Regions from separate parts of the Mus musculus genome. Here region 2 is linked to region 1. The links are chromatin contacts, called in public Hi-C maps. All regions are on one chromosome and are shown on one strand. Each heading gives the region's core, a stretch centred on a gene start, on an enhancer-like site or on the middle of the called end of the contact. The rest is flanking DNA. Distances are from core to core; before and after follow the strand shown. Region 1 overlaps Prkg1 (protein kinase, cGMP-dependent, type I). Region 2 overlaps Prkg1 (protein kinase, cGMP-dependent, type I).

Evidence for each region. Hi-C and Micro-C count contacts between places; a contact is called where the count stands out from the background.
Region 2: a Hi-C map of cortical neurons shows a contact between it and region 1, with 2.4 times the contacts expected there. The contact joins two enhancer-like sites. A contact is called at or near these places in 4 of 484 Hi-C or Micro-C datasets (adipose-derived mesenchymal stem cells, cortical neurons and nephron progenitors) and 1 of 115 datasets of contacts at active chromatin or transcription factors (embryonic fibroblasts).

What each region holds. Positions count from the first base shown.
Region 1 is chr19:30,840,800-30,847,331 of GRCm38.p6, forward strand. All of the region lies in intron 5 of Prkg1 (protein kinase, cGMP-dependent, type I), which reads right to left. Among named protein-coding and RNA genes, the nearest start is that of Cstf2t, 240 kb to the right of the region's middle. Within about 2 kb of position 2,597, at least 31 of the 459 cell types and tissues checked have an H3K27ac peak or open chromatin away from gene starts, as enhancers often do. A contact at or near this core is called in cortical neurons, where this site is marked.
Region 2 is chr19:30,957,286-30,964,167 of GRCm38.p6, forward strand. The region is part of intron 4 of Prkg1 (protein kinase, cGMP-dependent, type I); the gene reads right to left. Among named protein-coding and RNA genes, the nearest start is that of Cstf2t, 120 kb to the right of the region's middle. Within about 2 kb of position 3,341, at least 4 of the 459 cell types and tissues checked have an H3K27ac peak or open chromatin away from gene starts, as enhancers often do. A contact at or near this core is called in cortical neurons, where this site is marked.

The DNA.
Region 1 (6,532 bases), core at 1,347-3,846:
AATGCCTTTCTCCATGCTGAGGCAAAATATATGACAAAGGCGACTTATGGGTGGAAAAGCTTATTTTAGCGCACAATATAAGGGGTAAAATCCACCATGCTGGGGAAGGTGTTATGGAAGGAGCATGGGAAAGAGAGCCGGTCACACTGCATTGGCAGACAGGCAGCTGAGAGAGATGAGTGCTGGTGTCCAGTCAGCTCTTTCCTTTTTATTCAATATGAGGCCTCAATCTACAGGATACTGGGGTTCATATTTAGATGGGTCTTTCCTCTTCATTTAAACCTTTCTGGAAAGTGCCAGATGTGTGTTACCATGGTGATCCTAAGTACTGTCAACCTGACCATGAGTACCACCTATCTCTGGCACATAGTCAGAGCTGTCATCTGGATTTTTCTTGATCAATGTCAGCTCTATAACATGCCTTTGTTTCTCTGTGTGTTTATACAACAAGAATATCTATAAAAAAACCTGAGAGCATTTATATTTATTATAATACTCAAGTATTTTTTAATTCCACTTGTAGACACCATAGCCTATTTCAGATACTTCCATTCCATGAATTCCTTAATTATGTGAGAGTGTTGTTTTGTACCATGATGCTATTTTGTCAAATCAATGACCAATCCCAAAACAGAATATCTTCAACATTAAATTTTAAGAGTCTAAAATAGAACTCATCATAGAAATAAAATCTTTCTTACTTAAGATAACTTCAAAACCTACTATTTAATTTTATATAGTGATCAAAATATTATTTAAATTAATATACTTATTTGAGGCATTTATAGAAGACAGCATCATAAGTCCTCAAAGGTCTCAACACATCCCAATCTTCAGAATGTCTGTACACTCTATTTTATATGGAAGAGGAACTTGGTAGATGTGATTAAGAAACTTGAAATAGGAAAATTATCATCAATTATCCGAAGGAATCAAAATACTAGAGACATTATAAGAGAAAATCAAGAGGGTCAAATCCAGAAGATAAAACTTAAAAAGGTGCATGACACAGAAGCCAACGTTAAACTCATGTGATTAGAAAAAAGTACTGACTAAGGAATTTAGGAGATAATTTTGGCTTTCTAACATGAACCCCACAAATCCAGTGTTCTGCTGGTTTTCTGGGTTACCCACCCAAACTCTAAATAGACAAAGCAGTGTTAGTACAGCCAGCCTTTCAGTGGAGCCTGGTATCGCTGGCCTCTGAGAGGCTCTGCCAGCACCCGACTAAGGCAGGTGCAGATACTCACAGCCAACCATTGGACTGACCGGGGGAACCCCAATGAAAGAGTTAGGGGAAGGACTGAAGCAGCTGAAGGGGTTGGCAACCCCATAGTAAGAACCACAGTGTCAACTAACCAGATGCCTCAGAGCTACCGGGGACTAAGCTGCCAACCAAGAGTACAGACATGGGTGGGTCCATGGCTCCTGCTTCATATGTAGCAGAAGATTGCCTCATCTGACATCAGTGGGAGGGGAGGCGCTTGGTCCTGTGTAGACTTGATGCCTCAGTGTAGAGGGATGCTAGAGAGTTGAGAGGTCAGTGGGTGAGTGGGTGGAGGAGCACCCTCTTAGAGACAAAGGGGAAGGGAATAGGTGGAGTGTACATAGAAGGGAGACCAAAAAAAGAGGGATAAGATTTTAAATGTAAACAAATGAAATGATTAATGGAAAAAAATCTACCTCAAACACCAACTGCACAGTAAGTGGGAGGTGAGTAAAACTCACAAGTAACAACATTGCCCTATAAAAGCTGGGGAAGTTCAAAAGTGTGAAGGAATCTGCCTTAATTATGATTTTCATAGTAGCATTTTTTTTCAATCAGTAATGAAGGACGTCTTATCAATTTTCCTATTTTACTCCAATGCCTAGTGTATGTATGTTTCTGGTTTAGGTTATACACATGGGCACCACTGAAATGAGAAGTCCTAATATTTGTTAAGCCTGCTAATTTAACTGAAATCTAATTCTTCATGCTGGTCTTGGTAGCACAAGCCTGTAATCACACTGAGAGTGGCCAGAGCAGTATGATGACAAGTATAAGATCAAAGCCTTCCTGAGCTTCAGCAGGAGTGTGTGTGTGTGTGTGTGTGTGTGTGTGTGTGTGTATCTCAAAAAACTTCAATGACTCCTTCAGCCATCTATCATATTGTACTTGGTATTTAACCTTTTCTTCCATGAAAGCTAACCACATGCTTGTTTAGAGGGGTTTACAGTTTATGTCGGCTATTCTCACAAAACTAATTTTTGAAAGTTACATCTTCTGAGCCAGCCCTTTGCTATAGCTGTGTGACTTCACAAAGGCTCTGAGAGATCATGTTACAAAAGACTCTGCACTTCAGCTCACATTTGTATAAGGCAGCAGTCATATGAGACGATTCCACTTGCATTCCAGTAGATGAGAAGAGCCAAGTGCTTAGAATCCCTAAACAATCTCACAGCCCTCCCCCCCACCCCACCCTACCCCCCCCCTTTTTTTGGCAGAGCTATGAACTAGGGAAGTCGGATATCCTGCCTCCTAGATCCTATCTGGGTCTCTACTAAATGACAAAATTGAGCATCTCTGCATAAGGCACATGATTCATCTCCTATTTTAGTCGGATCACAGACAATCTGCTTTCTAACAGCTGCCTGCAAAACTCTAAGGAGATTTAAGAGGATACTGTACCAATGACAGTAGATTGTTTTTGCTTCATTTTACCAATAGGTGGCACCGTAGACAACAGTATAGCCCCAGTAAGTCTGACATAATTTTAAATGTAGGAATATAGACAAAGGCTTTTGTTTTCCTTTTTCTCTTCCTTTCCTTTCCTTTCCTTTCCTTTTTTTTGGGGGGTAGGGATATAAGAGAAAACTATCCCACCATGCCCCCACCTATGTTCGATAGCTATATAACTTATTTATGTAGTCACATTTGATAGCTATAAAGCTGATATGGAGCTCCAAGTATAGACTCATTTCTGCTTTCCCCTTCATATGTCCCTTCCCCAATGACTAGTCTAGTCATTTGACCCCATTGACATCTGTTCAATAAGAACTATTGGAGTAGCTCAGAGGTAATTGTGTTTGCTAGGCACGGTGGCTCACACCTGTGACCCAGCGCTTGTAAGGCTGAGGCGTGAGGATTGTCACAAGTTTGAGGCCAGCTGGGAATACAGTGAGTTCCAGGTCAGCCTTGGCTACCCTGTTTCAAATCAGGCCCAACTCATAGTCCCTCCCCCAGGGAAATAAATGCAATGAGCACACAGGTGTTCCCTAGATCAGGAACCTTATTTAAATAAATCTAGAGGTTCTTGTGAAAAAAAATAAAGAAGAACCCATTAGGTGTTGATTCAGAATAATTCCAGGTTAAAGGTTTTATTTATTTATATAGTCACTTTTACCTATCTTAGAAATAGAGCTATGGGGTTGGGTGATGGCTTAGCAGGCAAAAGCTCTGACCACAACCTGAGTTTAACAACCTGAGTTCAAATCCTGTAACCTATGTGAAAGCCAGATGTCAGGGCGCAAATCTGTAATCCCAGCCTCCTACCTTGAGGTGGGAGGGGGAGACAGGAGATTGCATCAAAAGTCCAAGAGCCAGCGAATCTGAAGCAGGTAACAGCGGAGCAATCTAAACAAAAGATCCTACCTCAGCAAAGTCCAGGGCAAGAACCAACTCTTGAAAGTTGTCTCTGTTTTACATGTGTATACAGGCATGCCCATACATACACATAAGCATGATGGTGGTAATAATAATAATAATAATAATAATAATAAATAATGGCTAATTAAAGCAAGAATCTTCAGTACCAACGCTTGTTAGTCTAACTAGATCGTGTCTAGAAGTTAGCTGATATAACACTAAGGGATTTTAAACTCAAACACAAGAAAACTCACACAAGCATTTATAACCATATGGGAACACTAATATGCATAATCTTATGGTCTTTAATCACCAACAGGTCTGTTTAAGCCTAATATGAGTCACAGATATCACTCCCTGTGCACTGAGACTATAGATAATAAGAACTGACTTTAAAAACCACAAAATTCCCTTCACTCCCAGCTTTCATGGTCTTAGGTAGTGGTGCCCCCGGAGGGTCTGAAGACAGGGATGCTGGACTCATTGGTAGTACTTCATCCACTTAAAGTTGAACATCTCACCAGTCACTGGATAGAACCAAATTCTTCCCATTTCTAAATGTTTAATCCTTATGATTGCTCCCCTATTAGAACCTTCAGCTTTATCCAGATCTCTCTCAGCTGTCTGTAGAGAGCCAAGAGGATGTGGGAGTGGCTGGAGAGACGCAGTAAAGTTCAAGTGGATACCAGACTACGGTCCACTCCGTGGCAGTGTGTGACTAATATATTAAAGGCTCTGAGTTCTATCCCTAGCACAGCAAGGGAAAGAAGCCAAGAGGAAAGAATTTGAGCCATACTTACTTTTCCAGTTCTGTGCACTGAATACTACCTCGAATATACTCTTCTTCCATCTCTAGTAATAAAACACACTGGATGACACACACTGACAGGTACCACAGACAGGAAGGATGCCTCTGCCTGTCTGGTAAGAAGGCAGCTCTGCCATCTTTTCTAAAGTCTTCTCCGGATCTCTCAAGGCTCGTGACCAGTTACACACTGACTATTCCCTGTGATTGTTGGCTACTCTTGGTTGTCAATTCCAGATGGAGTCCGTAATCAACTAAAACTCCAAACAGCTCAGCACATCTGTGAGGGATGTTCCTTGATTGGACCATTTGAAGTCAGAAGACCCACCCTAAATCTCGAACACCCCTTCTCAAGGCAGCCAGTAGAGAGCTCATGGAAGCAGCAGCTTTCTTTACCACCTTCCCTCATCACACTGGCAAGTTCATTCGTCCTGCTGATGAAGCACTTCTTCAGTGGTACTAGAGTCTACTTCTTCCAGCAGAGACATCAGGCCTCCTGGACCAAACAGGTATTGGATTCTTGGACTTTGTCTTGGAAGACAGCCATTGTTAGATTAAGCTAGGCAACAGCCTATAACGCAGCCACTCTAATAAATCCCATATATAGGGGATATATTATATCCATATAGATTTTTCTTTCATTCTATCAGATCTGTTCCTCTAGAGAGACGTGGCTAATACCCTCCATCCCTCACCCAGGTACACATTTCTCACACGGTGCTGCTGAGTGTGCTCTGTGAAACAGGCAACAACCACTCCTTTTTGTTAATTACTGAAAGGCACCTGGAATAAATTATGTTCATAATTAGCCCATCTGGGCTTGAATCGTTACAGTCTTATGTAACCAAAAGATTTTTGTGCACAGTAACACCTTTCAAACCGTTTGTTCACTACTGAAAAATAGATGCCGGGGGGGGGGGGGGTGGGGGGTGGTGCAAGCTGTGAGCACAAGATGGGGCTCGCTGTGAGCACAAGGTAAGGACATAAGTTTTGGGGACATGTGAAGGACTCGTCATTAAGGATGATTGATAAAATTCATCTGGGAAAACGTGGGTTTCATTAAAAGGCCCATGTACTCCCTTCTAGCTTTGACATTTTGGGCTCTGTTGATCGTGATTAGAATGGCAGCATGTGAGAACGTTGAGCAAATAGCTTTGTGGATGCATAGTCACAACCATACCTGGAAGTTGTAGTCCTTATTCTAAGTCAGATTACTTTTATTAAGTCTAAATGACTTGAACTGTGCTTTAATTTATTCAAACAAAATACTTAAGAGCCATATTAATTTATGGACCTTGCATAGGCTATTCTGGAGAAAACCCACTGACAAACAACAACAAAAACCCTGCCAATTCCTTAACATACTTAAAGACTGTCATATGGCAAATTACATCCCCACCAAAAAAAAAAATCTCTGGCAATGGTTTTCATCTATGTTCATCTAAATCTTCACGATTTTTCCCCCAAGTTTCAATACATATATACACACACATGCATACACACATGCACACACACAAATAATTCCTCTCACATATTGAGAGGTTATTTTTTGATAGTTGAGTCTATGAAACTTATATCTTCTTTGCTTTATGTTGCTCATGACTAAACAAACCCAGGGCATCATGCAGGCTAGTCAAGAATTCTATCACTGAGCCACTTCGCAGCTTACTGTAGATTCTAACACTACACATTACTTAAAGGCTCTAAGCTCTTTTTGTTTGATCTGAATTTTTCCCCAGACACCTCTGAGTTGGGATATTACTCAGAAGCCTGGAATATCTCCAGTATGGAGGAGACTCTGGGTTCAGCATGATTCCCAGTTCTCTCATTTCAGAGAGTAGTAGAAAACTCTCATTTCAGTAGAGCACTGGTAATGTATCGACTAAGAGTACCTGTGCATGTCATATACAGATGAAGGCAGAACACTGTGAGAAAAGGAAAATAAACATTCTACTGTGGCTGTTAAAGAAGAAAAATAATTAATTTGGCTTTAGAATATAACAGAATTCATTGATAAACGTATTGGTTATAATGGTTTCAAAGAAAAGAAAGAAAATCAGTCTAGAGTGCTTTGATTTCAAATGCTTTAAGACATAAAATAT
Region 2 (6,882 bases), core at 2,091-4,590, 120 kb after region 1:
GTTCAAGGCCACTGTGAACTATATACTCAACTTTTCACCCAACATAAGCTATGTAATGAGAAATTGTCCCATTCAAAAACTTAGAATTATTAGAAAATCAATATTTAAGCTAAATTAGGAATCAAGCACTTTCTGATCAGTGAGCGCATGTCAAGGCACTGTTGTCTTCTGGACATAGCAAGTCAGCTGCACATATAAAACTCCATGGCCACACAGTATGTAAAACACCTGTGTACACACACAGCAGACCACATCTCAACATGAAGATGGGAGATAGGTTCACACCTGAAGCCATAGAACTATTGGCAATTGTTAGCTTCTGGGAGAAAGGGAAATAGCTTTTTCTAAGTGCAGCCCCTGGCAAGTCAACTGTACTCTAGTGGAAAAGCACATCTCCAAGGATACTTGGGCAGTACAAACTGATCTTGAAGGATTAAAAATAACTTGGATGGAAAGAGGGAGTATGTCTGAGAAGATTGATGGAGAGGGCAGTGGATATGATCAAAGCATGTTGTATGAAACTCTTAAAAGAAGTAATAATTCTTTGAAAGTCAATAGTTTCCCTAAAGTTCAGATAAAAATAAATACATTGAAATATTTACAACTATAAAACTTATTGAGGATTTGAACTACAGTGTTATTCATGGTGATCATTTGATCTCAATATCCACCAAAGCTTTAAGTAAATTCTATAAACATTATAATCTTTAATTGAAAGCATAAAATTATCCCATGTTGTATAGAGTAAAAACTGGACATAGCACTAAGTGAGAAAATGTTATGTGGCAGCAATATTTCCTTAAGGCCATCATATAATTTTTATGTGATGATGCTCTTTTAACAATTTAAAATTTTTAAAATATATGACATACAAGGACACACTATAGAAGTCATCCTTTGAAGAGCTTCCTGTACACAAATATATACTCAATATGCACCTATACACAAATGCATGCACATGTACACACATACGTGTGCATAAACTCATAATCTAACATAAAATTCTTGCAGTCATCCCTAATCAGCACAAAAGCCACGCAAATACATAGAACAAACCATTGTTTCTCATGAGTAACGAATCAAAAACCCCAGTGCCAAGAAGTGTGCTTGCTAGTACTGACCAAGGCCATAAGCATCGTCCACAAAAGCTAGAAGGAAGTAACTAGAAACATGGATAAGAGGGAGCGCTCTGCCCCAGCTACCTTCTAGTGCAGCAAATAGACTACCTTCACTAAGCTAAGTTTGTATAAGTCAGATGGAGAGGCCATTGGCTCGGAGCTTGACCTTCAGAGAACACAAGTCATGCAATTCTACCTTAGCAATCTTAGATTAACCTCTTCATTCATGTGTAGCTGGTAGACTGAAAAACCATTGCCAGGAATGCTAACTGTAGGATCTAAGCCAGACACTGTTGTGACTATTACGTCAAATACGGGATGCAAGTCCAGGAACATGTGAATCAAATTATGACTTGGGAACTACTTACACAATGAAAGAGTCCAGCTGACCCATGTCCAATCTGTGTTCCACTCTGAACAAGGTCTCTTGAAGTGCTTGTTATCGTTATAAAGAGTCCACATATGGTTTCAAAATGTGAAAACTATATATTTTATTTTATTATTGTTTGAATAAAATCAATCATAATGGAAAATTATCTCGCTTCAAATATCTTATATCAGGGGATCAGGGGCTGAGAGATGGCTGGCTCAGCAATTAGGGTACTTGCTTCTACTTTCCGCACACATCCCTGGAGCCTGGTCTCCAGCAGAGTTCATACTTAATGAATGTTTGTTACATGTAACGTGAATTACACCATAGTCACTTTTAAGTGGTACAGAGAGACTTGCCCCCTGGAATTAGGCTGCAAGAGGACCAGAAGACATTCTCAAATTGCTGCAGTGTTCTTTGAGAGGAGATAAGCTCTTTACCACTGGAAGGATTTGCCTACATTTGACATGACAGTTTGACTAAAGCCATTCATCAGTGGGGATCAGGAGATGATGAGATGAACTCAGATCTCTGCTGCTCTGAAATGTGAGAATTCAGGCTGTTATTTCCTACCCACAAAAAGTTTGTATTTTAACTACACTGTTTATTGACTAGAGTGTTACAGGCTGTTAATTACACTTGCTTCTGTTTAGAATAGCAGCTTCGACTGGAGAGATGACTAAGAGAGTGGTTAAGGAAACTGACTGCTTTTCCAGAGGTCCTAAGTTCAATTCCCAGCAACCACGTGGTGGCTCACAACCATCTGTAATGGGATCTGGAGCCCTCTTATGGTGTGTCTGAAGACAGCTACAGTGTACTCAGACATAAAATAAATAAATCTTTTTTAAAAATTAAATTAAATACCAGCTTCAGTGAACACAGAAAACCACTGAAAAACAAAAAACAAAAAAAAAACAAACAAAAAAACCAAACCTATGCTCCGAACCTCGAGAGGAACTGCAGGATTCATAAAGTTAGTTATTAGCTGATTCATGATTATAAGGTGTGTTAGAATCAAAAGAATTCTCAGTCATATTTGAAGTATAATGATGCAATATGCCTTTTAGGAAATGGGACATTAGTTTAACAAGAAATCTCTTGGTCATATGAAAACAAAACAACAGAAAACAAAATCAAGCAGCTTCCGAGCCCCTTAAGATCCACAGATGCCTTATTATCGGCTCCCACCTGCGGTCCCTGCTGCAGAGTGCCACTTCCCATTTGTGTAGACCACTGTTCTTGGTAACAAGCTGCCTCGAAGCAGACACATCAATTTATCATTTTAGCAAAGTCTCAGAGTACTCCACAGATGGACGTTAGGGAGAAGAGGGATGGTCTGCCACCTGCATTTGGCAAATTATTTGTTCCTGATCTACTGATCTAAATTAAAACTGGATCTGAAATGCCTGGGAATAACCCAGAGATGGCACTCACTGAACTCTGCCCGTTGAAGCGACACTCCCAGGGATTACAAAACAAACCTGTGTGTGGCATCTCTCAACTATACACTAGACTGAATTGCTTCTGAGAAAAACAAAAAACAAAAAACAAAAAAAAACAGGAAGACATTTCTATTGGTTAATAGGGACAGTCAAATGGAGCCATTCCCTACGTTTTTCCAGGGTGGCTTCATGGGACCAGGTCAGTAGAAGCCACAGACACATATTCCTGACGTTGACCCCAGGACCCCCATTGGAAGGCAGGGTAGCACCTGCTGCAGGAAGGCAGCAACCCTTCCCTTTATGGTTTTATGTTTTGCTGAACAGCCATGACTTCCAAGAAGCATAGACATCCCAATCAAAACCACACCCCTGCGCAGCACAGCTGTCTGCCTGGCTATTAGTACATTGTTTGCCAGTTCCATACACGTCTCCAAAGATGAGTGATTTTTCAGAAACACAGCCTGTTCTGAAGTACAGTCAGTGAGTCACAATTTTCTGCTGACCATGCCATTGCCATTTCTGTCTCTTTCTTATTTTAAGTACAGACACGGGAATCATTCCCCACACAGAGCACTGAATTAAATGTTTCTGCCAAACACAATAGGGGTGGGCATGAGGGGAGTGAGTAGATGTATTTAATTGGACTGAATCCCATCACTTTATATGTAAAAGCGAAAATACACAGCAGAACGTTGAGTGCAGAAATGGACTGGAGAAGTGATGTGCTTAATAAATCAACCATGTGTATTTCATCTTTATTTCAAGCATGATTACAACCCTGAAATACCTACTCAGGCATCTATTGAAAAAAAAAAAAACAAAGAGAAAAAAATAAAAAGGGAAGGAAGCCTTCCTTAGGTCAATGGTTATAAGAACGTTCCTTCTCATATGTTTCTCCTGATAAGTCGGTTCATGCTACAGCAGGCTATTAGTAATCTAGAAATTACCTAATTATACCCTGTGCATTCCAAGAACTCAAAAAGCTGAAAAGATTCCAAATACATCCCTTCTTTTACCCCTAAAGGGAGAGAAGAAGGTAAAGAGACTTTAAGACACCATCAGGGAAGCTGCTAGTTCACTGTGGAAGGATGCCTTGGAGGCAAAGCTATTTCTATGGCTCAGGGGAGAAAGCTCCCTCTGGAGACACATGCATCAGAATAGATCCCACTGACTCTCCAGGACACTTTCTTAGAGAGATTTTTCTGCCTAATAGCAAAAATGTGGAACAAAGCAGTTGTGATGAAATACCTGAATTTTTCAGCTTCATTTTAGTACTCTTGACAAAATAAACCAAAAACAATGAAATCTTCCTACAAACTCTTGGGCAAAATGTTTTTTTAAAGTTCCAGACACAAATATTGCTAAAATTATACCATACCTTTTGATTTTCGCCCAAATCTTACCCATTAGTTATATATTCCATCACTGTCCAATAGCTTTCAACTAATGAATGATTTCATATTTACAGTTACTTTCATGAAGTATATCGATACCAAACTCACCAAGAGCATTTATATGAAAAGAACTTGGTTTTCAGGCTTTCCAAGTAGCCATGGTATTAAGTGCAGCAAGCCTTAAGGAACTGGAGAAACACCCCCATCCCACACAGGGCAGTGTGCCATTTAGAAATACTTGTCTAACAGAAAAGCTCAGGGTGAGTTGAAAATTAATACGCATCATTTACAAACCAAGGAATTTTTTTTACATTTTTCCATTATTTTAATATTTTATTTATTTATTTACAATCCAGATTTTACTCCCCTACTGGCCCACCCTTCAACTGTTGCACATCCCATATCTCCTCCTCACCCCAACCCCTGTCTCCACAAGGATGTCCCCACCACCCACCCACCAGACCTCTAAACTCCCTGGGGAAGAAGCTGGGGAGGTGGGGGACCCTGAAGGAGGACCAAGAATCTCAGTTAACATGGACCCCCAAGATCTCTCAAACACTGGACCACCAGCCAGGCAGCATAAATCAACGGAATCTTCATCTATTAATTTATCTTGTCGGTATTTGCTGAAGGGTACCAGAGACCAAGCAGAGATTATGGAGATAAGAGACATCTTTTCTGCTCTCAAAACTATCACATTGTCATGGAAACATCAGAGCAAACAAGCAGGCCAACATGGTAACTTTTACTAAAAGACGCATCTATGTAGGTCCTGGAGGTCACAGAGAACTGGCTACAGTATTCTCAGGGAAAGTGAAGACCAAGGGGTCTTAGCTCAGCAGAGAGGGAATAAGGTTGTATGGACTTGGGAAGGGCTTGACAAAGCTGCAGAGAACAAGGGTTGTGAACATCAGAGGGCTATGGCAGGATGCAAAGCATCCGAGATGGCAAACAGCAAGGGCTGGCAGGGTAAAGGTAAACACTGCAGACCATAACTGCCTCAATGTCTAATAAAGCATGCTATTTATTTCCCTAAACTTCAATATTCAGAAGTCTTGGCTTTATTTTTAAATGTTCTACAAAGAACACCTGCAAAAACCTATTAACTTTCATCTTGAGGCAAGTTGTACCACCACAGCTACTTATTTTGTTTTTCCTTTCTGTTGCTGCTGCTGTTTGTGAGACAAGACCTCATGAAGCCCAGGCTGGCCTCAGACTCTCTCTGTAGCTGAGAATGACTTTATCCTCCGGACCTTAAAGGCCTGATTTGAACATACCTTCGTAACTATATGAGTTTACAAAGTGTCTAATCTCACCAAGCTTCAGTCATTCTCACCTGAAAAGGTGGCGCATGCATTCTTATCGTGGTTGCTACAAAAATTAGAGTTTCACATCTAGTTATGCAATACACTTGACAAGCTCCAAGAACTTGACAGAGCGGAACTGTAATTAATGTATGCTCCAACCCCTGGTCAACAAATAACCAGTTAAACGCAGCATGGTCACCTTCTACAAAGACCCCTACGTGTCAGCTCCAGCTGCAAGCCATTTCTCATGTTTGCCTCTGGGATTCAGTAGGTCAGATCCCTCCTAGGGGGTGCTGCTAACATGACTAACACACTTCATGCAACACTTGTCCTTTGGATGGCAACCCAAGCCTGAGTGTCATTTACAGAAATCGCTGCAATACCCTTTAAATAGAGCAGAGACTAGAAACAGTGTTTCTAACTTCCTAAAAAGTCTCTATTTTTCAAGTGAAATTGAAAACACTATTTATCCTCCCTAATTTTCCTTTGAACACTAAGATTTCAGATTGTCTAACGTGAAAAGGGACCCTTCAAACAGTTATGTGCTTGAAGCTAAATAAATTCTATAACCAGACATAGTCTCACTTGTGAGCTTATTCATGGATTCCTAAATGGACCTTCAACTCAGTCACAGGATGGCATCAGATGACATGAGAGGGCAAGATTTTGACCCACGCAATTCTAGTAGGACCTAGAAAAATATTTTCCTTCACGTGTTGTTTCCTATAGTGTGAGGAGCCGCCCTCACATTTGCCATTATAAGATGGCACTGACAGCTGTGTTCTAAGTGGTAAACATAGTCTGCACACATGCAGGGGCAGTTTTCCCACCATGTGTTCTGCCTTTCCCGTGATGACAACTGGGCCGATGGGCTGCAGCCAATCAGGGAGTAATACATCCTAGGTGGAGGATAATTCTCCTTAAAAAGGGATGGGGTTTCGCCATTTGCTGGCTGGCTTGCTTCTTGCACTCTGGCTCCTGAAGATGTAAGCAATAAAGCTTTGCCGCAGAAGATTCTGGTTTGTTGCGTCTTTCCTGGCCGGTCGTGAGAACGCGTCTAATAACAATTGGTGCCGAATTCCGGGACGAGAAAAAACTCGGGACTGGCGCAAGGAAGATCCCTCATTCCAGAACCAGAACTGCGGATCGCGGTAATAAAGGTTCCCGTAAAGCAGACTGTTAAGAAGGATTCAACTGTATGAATTCAGAACTTTTCAGCTGGGGAACGAGAGTACCAGTGAGTATAGCTTT